2 separate regions of the Capsicum annuum genome follow, and region 1 is linked to region 2. Evidence: chromatin contacts called from public Hi-C data. All regions are on one chromosome and are shown on one strand. The core of a region is the stretch at or near the end of the contact, and the rest is flanking DNA. Distances in the headings are between cores, read along the strand shown.

The links. A called contact is a pair of places that touch in the nucleus more often than the background predicts.
Region 1: a contact with region 2 is called in a Hi-C map of leaf, with 2.4 times the contacts expected there. The contact joins two enhancer-like sites. A contact is called at or near these places in 3 of 5 Hi-C or Micro-C datasets (leaf and placenta).

What each region holds. Positions count from the first base shown.
Region 1 is chr7:148,810,986-148,815,626 of UCD10Xv1.1, forward strand. No RefSeq gene overlaps it. Among protein-coding and RNA genes, the nearest start is that of LOC107878125, 26 kb to the right of the region's middle. Within about 2 kb of position 1,431, at least 4 of the 5 cell types and tissues checked have an H3K27ac peak or open chromatin away from gene starts, as enhancers often do. A contact at or near this core is called in leaf, where this site is marked.
Region 2 is chr7:148,770,758-148,775,336 of UCD10Xv1.1, forward strand. No RefSeq gene overlaps it. Among protein-coding and RNA genes, the nearest start is that of LOC107878125, 66 kb to the right of the region's middle. Within about 2 kb of position 3,309, at least 5 of the 5 cell types and tissues checked have an H3K27ac peak or open chromatin away from gene starts, as enhancers often do. A contact at or near this core is called in leaf, where this site is marked.

The DNA.
Region 1 (4,641 bases), core at 181-2,680, 38 kb after region 2:
ATTACAAAGAGAGAGAGGGAGAGAGAAAGTTTATTTTATCAAAAAATCCATATTCATATATGGTTTTTAATTCAACTTTTGGAATTGTCCATTTATTCAGTAGATCCATATCTTGAGGTAAATCTACCTCTTCGAGTTTTGTACTTTTAGTACTAACTTCTCCCATATCCATAGTTATAAAAGTCTTATACCTATGCTAAAAATCTTCACCTCACTTAACATATTTACTATGAAAATTCACAGGCTCTGATATCATGTACAGGATCTCTTAGGCTGGGGTATGCCACTCAGCCTACCAGACCATATAATAATATTAGATTAAGCCTAAGTCGGAAGACCGAACCAAAGCAACGGGGAATTTCGTCAATGACTCAACGATCTATGCCAATGGGACCAATGGGCCAAACACTTGCCAATTTCACTTACTGGGATTATATTAAAGCCTTTTCTCAAGTATTATATTATAATAATTATAAGCACAAACACACTTGGTTCATAAAAATTTGTGCTAAAGTATTTGAAAAATCTATCCCAAACTGATTTATTCAATGATGGTCTCAACATGGACCTACGGTCAAAATATTACCTCCAGAATATTAATAATAATAATAAGAGGGGGCGAGGGAAATAGAAATAGTGATCATTGGTTTTGCGTGAGAGACACCGCATAAGTTTTAGTTGGTGGGTGTCGAATGAACGTATATGTTTGATTGAGCGGGTATTTGGTCATAGATATTGAAAGTATACTTTTAAAAATTTATTTTTAAATATCTGTTTGGTTATGAAATTTAATTAAAATTTCAATACTTTTTACTTAGAAAACTTCAACTTTTTTCAAGGAAAATATATGTCTAAATAACAACTTCAAATTTCAAAGATCACAACTTTTAAAAATTCAATTTTTTAATCTTTAAACTTCAACATTAAAATTTATGACCAAACAAGAACTAAAATAGAATTATTATTGACTTTAATATAAATTATGTTAATAATTAGAATGATTATTAACTTAATCGAATTGAACGAATCATAATGAATTATGTCGACCATAATTTTAGGGGGCCTTTTACATTGTTAAATGCTACACTCATGAGAATCATAAAGGCATGAAGAAAAAAGTACTCCCCTCCGTTTTATTTTGTGTTATAATTTGATTGGGTATGGAGTTTAAGAAATAAAGAAAGACTTGATGATGTTTATCATATTGTCCTTAGTAAAAAATGTATTATTATTATCTTTAATTAAGTAGGTGGACTTAATAAGGGTAAAAGTGAAATAGTATGTTCAAATAGTTATCAAATAAGGAAAGATAACATTTTTTTTAAACCAACAAAAAAGAAAATGACAACAATTTGAGCACACACCAAGTACGTTGTAACGTTGTCACTTTCAACATGTACATTGACAGCTAGTGTGAGAGTACCATATGCACACGGTTTGGACATGATTTTTTTTTTCGTTTTAGAAAAAATACCGTGCAAGTTTGAAGTCACATCTACTAGTTGCTCATAAATCGTAATCGACGTTTTATTGATTAAAACTTTTACTTATTTAAATAATAATAATAAGAAGGTGAAACAGGGATTAGGAACGATGAATCTCTCAAAATCACAAATTTAGTCAATACAAAGTTTATGATAACACTTAAAAAATTTTTTATTAAACAGTTCGATCGATAATTTATTATTTATGGACGTTGATAAGATTATTTTTATTCATTTAGCAACATCTAGATGCTTAGCTTTAAAAGTAATGGGCAAAATTGAAACAAGGAAAGACTTACGTTAGCTATCTAATTCTCTTTAGGATCGTTGTGTCCTAGAATCACAATTACTTATTATAGAAAATTCATGCAAACTTCCTTGCACTTCTTCTTCTGAGTGACATCTAAATACTCTTTCAAATGATGGAAGGAATTGTTAATAGACACAAAACTATTCATTTTCGCTCAATATTCGCTTGAATAAAATGTTTAGCTAATTTCACGCGTCTAATCAAGAAGTCTTTTTCTTCGCTCAATCATATTCGTAGGTGTATTTCTAATAGAAGCGAATTTAGGAAGAGTTTTGAAATTTTAATCGAACCCAATGCTTTCAGATATGACTACTAATATGTATGCATCTGGTTTATTAAGTTATATATATATATATATATATATATATATATACACGCTAGTATCATGATACTATCTACTCATTCTTATTTTCAAGTATACAAATTTTGTATCTTAAACAAATTTAACCGTATATATCATTTGTGTACTTTAATGCTAGGAACAGTGGCGGATGTACATGTATTCCAGGAGGTTCATTCAAACCCCCTTCGTCGAAAAATTATACTATTTTTACATAGTAAAAAAAAAAAAATTATGTATAAATAATAGAGGTTGAACCCCCTTCGACTAGTCCGTATATGTACTACTGAACTTCCTCACTTAAAATTCTGGATCCGCCCCTGGCTAGGAAAAAACTTTATATTCGTATACACTATATATAACTTAAACTCATGTAAAAACAAAAATATGAATGCAAATAATTGATCAGAGGGATTTAAAAAGAATTAGTTCAAAATTCGGATTAGGGATACTTTGAATTTAATCCTCCAAATGAAGGAATGTGGAATTAATTAAGGAGACAAAAGCCATTTTACCTGGTGGATTGCCTGCTTCTTGAATTGCTTCATGTGAAACTATACCATCTTTTAATTATTAATCACATCATAAAACAACATTCATTTATTTATTTTGTCATATTTGGTCAATAACGAAGTGTCCACATTTTCTAGTTTATTAAATATTTGTCTGATATATCTCCAATATTTTATTTTTGTCCCCTCATTTTAAGATAAAATATTAATTGACCTATTTTGGGAGACCCTAAATGTTGATTTTGTATGGCAGGCACCTAATACCAAACATAACTAGACAGAATTTCTATTGGTTTGTTGACAAAACTGTTGAAAATCTTTATTGAGTATATAAACTGTATAAATGTACCTGCAGGGGAATCATGAATGTATTAATTAAGTGATTAACTCTTTTTAGAATTTTAAATTGAATACTCAATTCTTTTATTTTCGGATTAACTAAAGAAAGATGATGAAAACTAGAGGTGTACAAACCGAACCGTAAAGTCAAACCGAATCGATGAATCAAATCAAACCGAGGAAAAAAACCGACTTATGGTTTGGTTTGAGTGGTTTGGTGTTGGCAAAAAAAAAACGATCATTCTTGGTTTGGTTTGGTATTAGCAAAAATAAAATCAAACCGAACCGACGTAATACATATATAATTTTAATTTTTTATACGTAAAAAATACTACTTATAATCTACTTTCTAATTACTTTTATTATTTTTTTATATTCAAAAAATAGATATATATTCTTGGGCCTTTAATTATAGTATTTTTCCATTAACAACAAATTAATACAAAGCCGAATATTAATATAAAAAACTAAAACTCTTTAATTATTTCACTTGTTACATTTTACTTTCCAAGTTTTCAGAGAGTTCTCATTATTTTCTCATCTTACTTTTCTAATTCGTCAAGTTGTGATTTAGGTTTGTTTCTCTTCTTTCTCTTTTTTTTTTTAATGAAATTATGTTATAATTAATTACTTTATGGAGTTAAGTTTTTAATAAGTTATCTTCAATTTTATGTTCTTTTGTATGCTCACATTTTATGTGAAAAGAACTTTCAGACAAGCTACTGTGACTAGTGACTTAGAAATTGAACTATTGGTATCCACATAATATTACTTTGAGAGATAGTAGTTTAGACGTCTTAGTAATTTGCCAACTTAATTTTTATTGAAACTACTCTATGACCATTTTTTTTTTTAATCTTTTTAGTGAAAACATTTAATTTTTTTCTTTAATCACATTATAATTGTAAAAAAAATGAGAAAATTGAAAAACCAAAAAAACCCGACTAAAACCAAAATTAAAAAAAATGATTGTATATTGATTTGATTTAATTTATAGATTTAAAAAACCAACATTATTGATTTAGTTATATTTTAATAAAAAATTGAACCAACCCGACCTATATATACAGCTAATGAAAACAATGTTTTAAAAGATACTTTTGACATGAGTGGAGTCGTCGATCAATTATAATAAAAACATCTTAGGCAATTTGTGAGACATAAGTCTCATTATTTTGAGTGTATCCTTAGATGTTGAGTGAATTCTTATTTTAAAACATAACCTCAAAAATGCATTATATCACAGGCACACCTTTTAAAATGCTAAATGAAAATACTAGTTGCAGTAACTCAAAAAGTGAAGAAATATATTTATTTATTTATTTTCGAAAGGTTAGCCCACCAAAACCTAAACTTCAGATTAAGACATGATACTCATGAGTCATAACTACCTTCATGGTTTAGATTGGCATGCTTTTCTACTATTTTATTTAAGGCCAAATTCATCGGCAACCTCCTAAACTTGGCACGATCTTTTACTTTGATATTTTAATTCGACGTTGTTCATTTTAGGCACCTTAAATAGTCATAAACTATGTTATTTTGGCACCTTTTGCTGATTCAGCAAAGAGAGTGAATTACACTCGTTTTTTAGCGCGTTTTATGAGTATTTTCATAATTTTTGAGGGGTATTTTCATAATTTTTTTATTTTTAAT
Region 2 (4,579 bases), core at 2,059-4,558:
TCACTTGACAAACTGTGTGTGATTCACGCGCACTGAGTGCGTGAACAGTGTTAAAAATATTTTAAACTCTTTTTTTGTCAAATAGCCCCTTAATTTTATAATTATTTAAAATTTCATATTTTTATTTATTTTTTCATTCTTCTTTCTTCTTTCTTCTTTCTTCTTTCTTTCTTTCTTTCCTTCAATAATGGTTGCTCCATTGTTGAAGTGAAATTTAATGGAACTCAATGGTTATAATTTAATGGAACTCGCTAATTAAAACTCAATAGATGATTCGAAAAATTCAAACTCAGAAACTCGCTAATTTAATTCCAAGTTTCATTAATGGAAATTGAATCTTCCGAGTTCCATTAATGGAAGATTGAATAGCTTCGCACATGAAATTAAATTTTTTGAATCTTCCGAGTTCCATTAATGAATTTTTTGAATCTTCCGAGTTCCATTAACGGAAGATTGAATAGCTTCATACATGAAATTAATTTTTTCGAATCTTTCGAGTTCCATTAATGAATTTTTCAAATCTTTCGAGTTCCATTAATGAAAATTGAATCATGAAATTAAATTTTTTGAATCTTTTGAGTTCCATTAATTAACGAGTTGCATTCAATTAGCAAGTTTCATTGAATCTTCCATTAACGGAACTCGCTAATTGAATCTTTCGAGTTTCAATGGAAAATTAATGAAAGATTCCATTCAATTATTTGAAAAAACTTTCTTCATAAACTCAATGAAATTATTTGGAATATTTAATATGGTTGTAATTGTGAAAAAATGTTGAAAAGTGATAAAATAGAGAAGAAACGGTGCATGCACCGCACTTCCCACCGAAAAAATTGGGTATACATTTTGGGGGGGGATTAAATAAAATTTAATTGCATATGTTAATTTAAAAACTGGGTATACGTTTTGAAGCAACTGAAGCAGAAATCAGTCAATTTTTTAATTTTTTTTTGTTAATTATTGTTATTTACAGTACTTTTTATTTCATTTTCAAATAATATATGTTGTTTTATACTGTCCCGTCCCAATTTATGTGGCACTAATATAATTTTGATTGTAAATCAAATATTTTATATTGACATATCATTTTATTATTAATTAAGAGCAACTGATTATGTTATTACTATAAAAATTAATATAATTTTATCATATCCAATAGTAATCATCTATAATTCACCGAAATAGTATATTAATTAAATACGGGATGCTATATTTATATATGAAAAATATGATATTATTAAACATTATTGGATAGTGCATTATATTGATCTTTTACAATAATAAATATTACTATATATTTTTTATTTCTTTTTAACTTGATACATATTGACCCAACACAAATTCTAAGAAAATATTCATTAGAAATTTATTTTATTAAATTAAATTTATTAATTTTTTACTTTAAAAATTTAAAGTTAAGTTTAAATATTAGTATTTTTATATAAGAAAAAAATAATTTTAAAATTTAAATTTACTAAAATTAATAAATAAATAAAAAGATCAATTTTTTTATATAAAATTCAATTAAAATAATAACATTAATTTATTTTAAATATTTAGTTGCAATTAATTAAGATAATTTTTTATTTTGTCATGATTTATGCTGCACCGATAAAATTTTGAGAGTTGAACAGAACTTTTATCTGTTTTAAAAAAGTATTTTAACTTGTTAATTATTGTGATTTATGATAATTTTTATGTAATTATCAAACAATATATTTGCTCCTTGTGTCTCAATTTATGTGATTTCGATACAATTTTGAGTGTCAACTAAATTTTTTATATATATTTTAAATATTTTAAGTTGTTAATTATTATGATTCGTAGTACTTTTTTTTATCTCAATTTATGTGGTATTGCTAAAATAATGAGTGTCAGTAAAATTTCTACATGTGGTAACAAATTATTGTGATTTGTGGTAACAAATTAGTTTTGAACATGATAGCTAATTAAATAAATAATTTTTTTTTACTTCCAATATGTAGTTATAGTTAATTAATATAAATTAATAGAATGTATTAAATATTTAAATCATTATGATAAAACAATGGAATTGTTATATATTGGGGCATGGTATGTAATTAAGTGGGAGTAGAGTTTTTTTTTTTGTTAGAGTCAATAAAATTTCTGTATGTCTTTTAAATATTTTAAGTTATTAATTATTATGATTTGTGATAACAAATTGATTTTGAACATGATAGACAATTACATAAATAAATAAATTTTACTTTCAATATGTAGTTATAATTAATTAATATAAATTAATAGAATATATTAAATATTTAAACCGCTATAATGAAATAATAAAATTATTATATATTAAAATATGATATATAATTAAGTAAAAATAATTGATTTTTTGACAATTGCAAGAGGTGATCGAAACCACCTCTTCTATATAATAGAAAAAGAAAAGAAAAGAAATACTCACTATATAGGCTTGTACAAATAAAATAAAAATAAATTACTGCTGGAAGCATAGAGAGAACGACACGTGAGAAGAGTAGGTCCCAATTAGTAGGTGTTTGCTCATAATTTTTTGGAAATAAAGAGTAACCCGGCTTTTTACTTATTTTTTTAATTATAAGAGATCCCTCATTGTTAATTAACTGATGTTTATCTTTTTTATTTATTTAGAATTTAAATAGGTGATATTTCAGAAAATGAAGAAGTTAATAATGTTCTTCTAATTCTACTCCTTTTTAAATAAGGACAGTTTCATGTACTCCTTCCGTCTTAAATTATTTGTCTCAAATTAAGATGATATTGATTAAGAAAAATAATTAATAATATACTTAATTTATCATAATATCCCTATTAAATAATTTTTACATTTTAATTTGAAGAAAAAAATTAATACAAAGAATAAAACATGAAAAAATAATTTGATCTCTTCTTGATTAATGAAAAAAACAAATAAAATAAGAAATTAAATTAAAAAAATTAAGACAAATAATTTAAAACGGAGAAAATAATTAATAAAGTACTTTCTCCGTCTATTTGATTTAATGAACCCTATACTTGTTTTTATTTGTAAAAGTGGACATTTCTTTTATCTTTTCGTCATTTAACTCTCTAAATCCATCAAAATATAATATTTTAAATTATTTTTTACATATGTGACATTAAATTGATTATAAAAAATGCATTTTTCAGCAAATGAAGGGAAAACTGTGTTTAAAAATATTTTTTTAAAAAAATATTTTATAAATTAAAAAAAAGAAAAAAAAATCCCAACTTCTTCTTCACCTACCCCGCACCACCAACCAGCCATTCCCCACCCACTCTCTCCAGCACCACCCCCTCCAGCCGTTCCCCCCTCCCCCTCTTTCACATCTTCTTCTTACTGTCAAACATACAAACAGATACACACATTTCCTTCTTCCTCTATTTCCATTACCAAAAACCTCTATCGCCATCTCCACAAACCCCTAATTCTCTTTCCTTCCTCCATGTCCTAACCCCTTCTCCACCCCCCATCCCCCACACCTCCCGCACTCGCCGACCCACCCGCAAAAGGCCACAAAAGAATGGGTTCTCTAATACCATTTCAAGACTTGAATGCACAACCCATTCAAAGAAGGCACAATTCTTTTCATAGTCAAAAGAGCACACACGTTGCTCATATACAAAATCATATTAAGTAACCACTGTTGTCGAGCTCATCACTGCCAAAATTTGTATATATAGGAATGTTACCTGAACCCACAAATTCAAATCTAAATTCAAGAATTATGCCAAAAATTGAATCAATTACTTTGATTATTTTTTTTTAGATTAATGATGAATGAATTAAGTTATTTGGTTGAGTAAGTATTTTGAGAGATGGATGTGGGTGTTGTTATATATATATTCTGAATATTTCATTTTAAAAATATTATGTGTTGAGGGTTTAAGAATTCAAATGAAAAAAAGGTAAGTAAAAGTGTCTGCTTTACAAATCAGGACAAATATAAAAATTCATTCGCTCATTTTGTCCAAATTAAAAACAGCATTATTTTAGAAACGGATTAAGTATAAGATGTTTTGTATTCATAATGGAGCCCAATGATATTCCAATGAGTCGCAATCAGGAGACCCCATATGAGTGATCATCGCGATGGTCTTTTCACAATCAAGGAGAAAGACCTGGTCCGGTTATTATAGAGTCCATTTTGAAAGCAACATTTCTCACACGAGTTTTCACATTCAAAATGCGAGCTCAATAACAAGGTTCTGTTTTTTTTTTTTTTTGGGTAATACATTGGCAATAAATTCTGAGAGGGCTAAAGAAGAGAGAGTGAGATATACATGAAGAGAGAATGAAGGGGTGTTAGCTGTGGGAGCAACATGTTTTTCCCTTCATAGGTTTTAATTTAGGGAAAAAGCATCCTTTTCATTTCAAATTATAATTGAAAAGTCGAATTCACACCTAAATTATATGAGTGATTTATTACACACCTTAACTATAAAAAAGTGATATTTTTTATATCGTGTCAGGCATTATACCACTTACATATGGTGTGGTGTTTTACACGCGCTGCCACATCAGCACCACGTCAACGCCACGTCAGCATAATTCAAAAAATAATAAATTTAT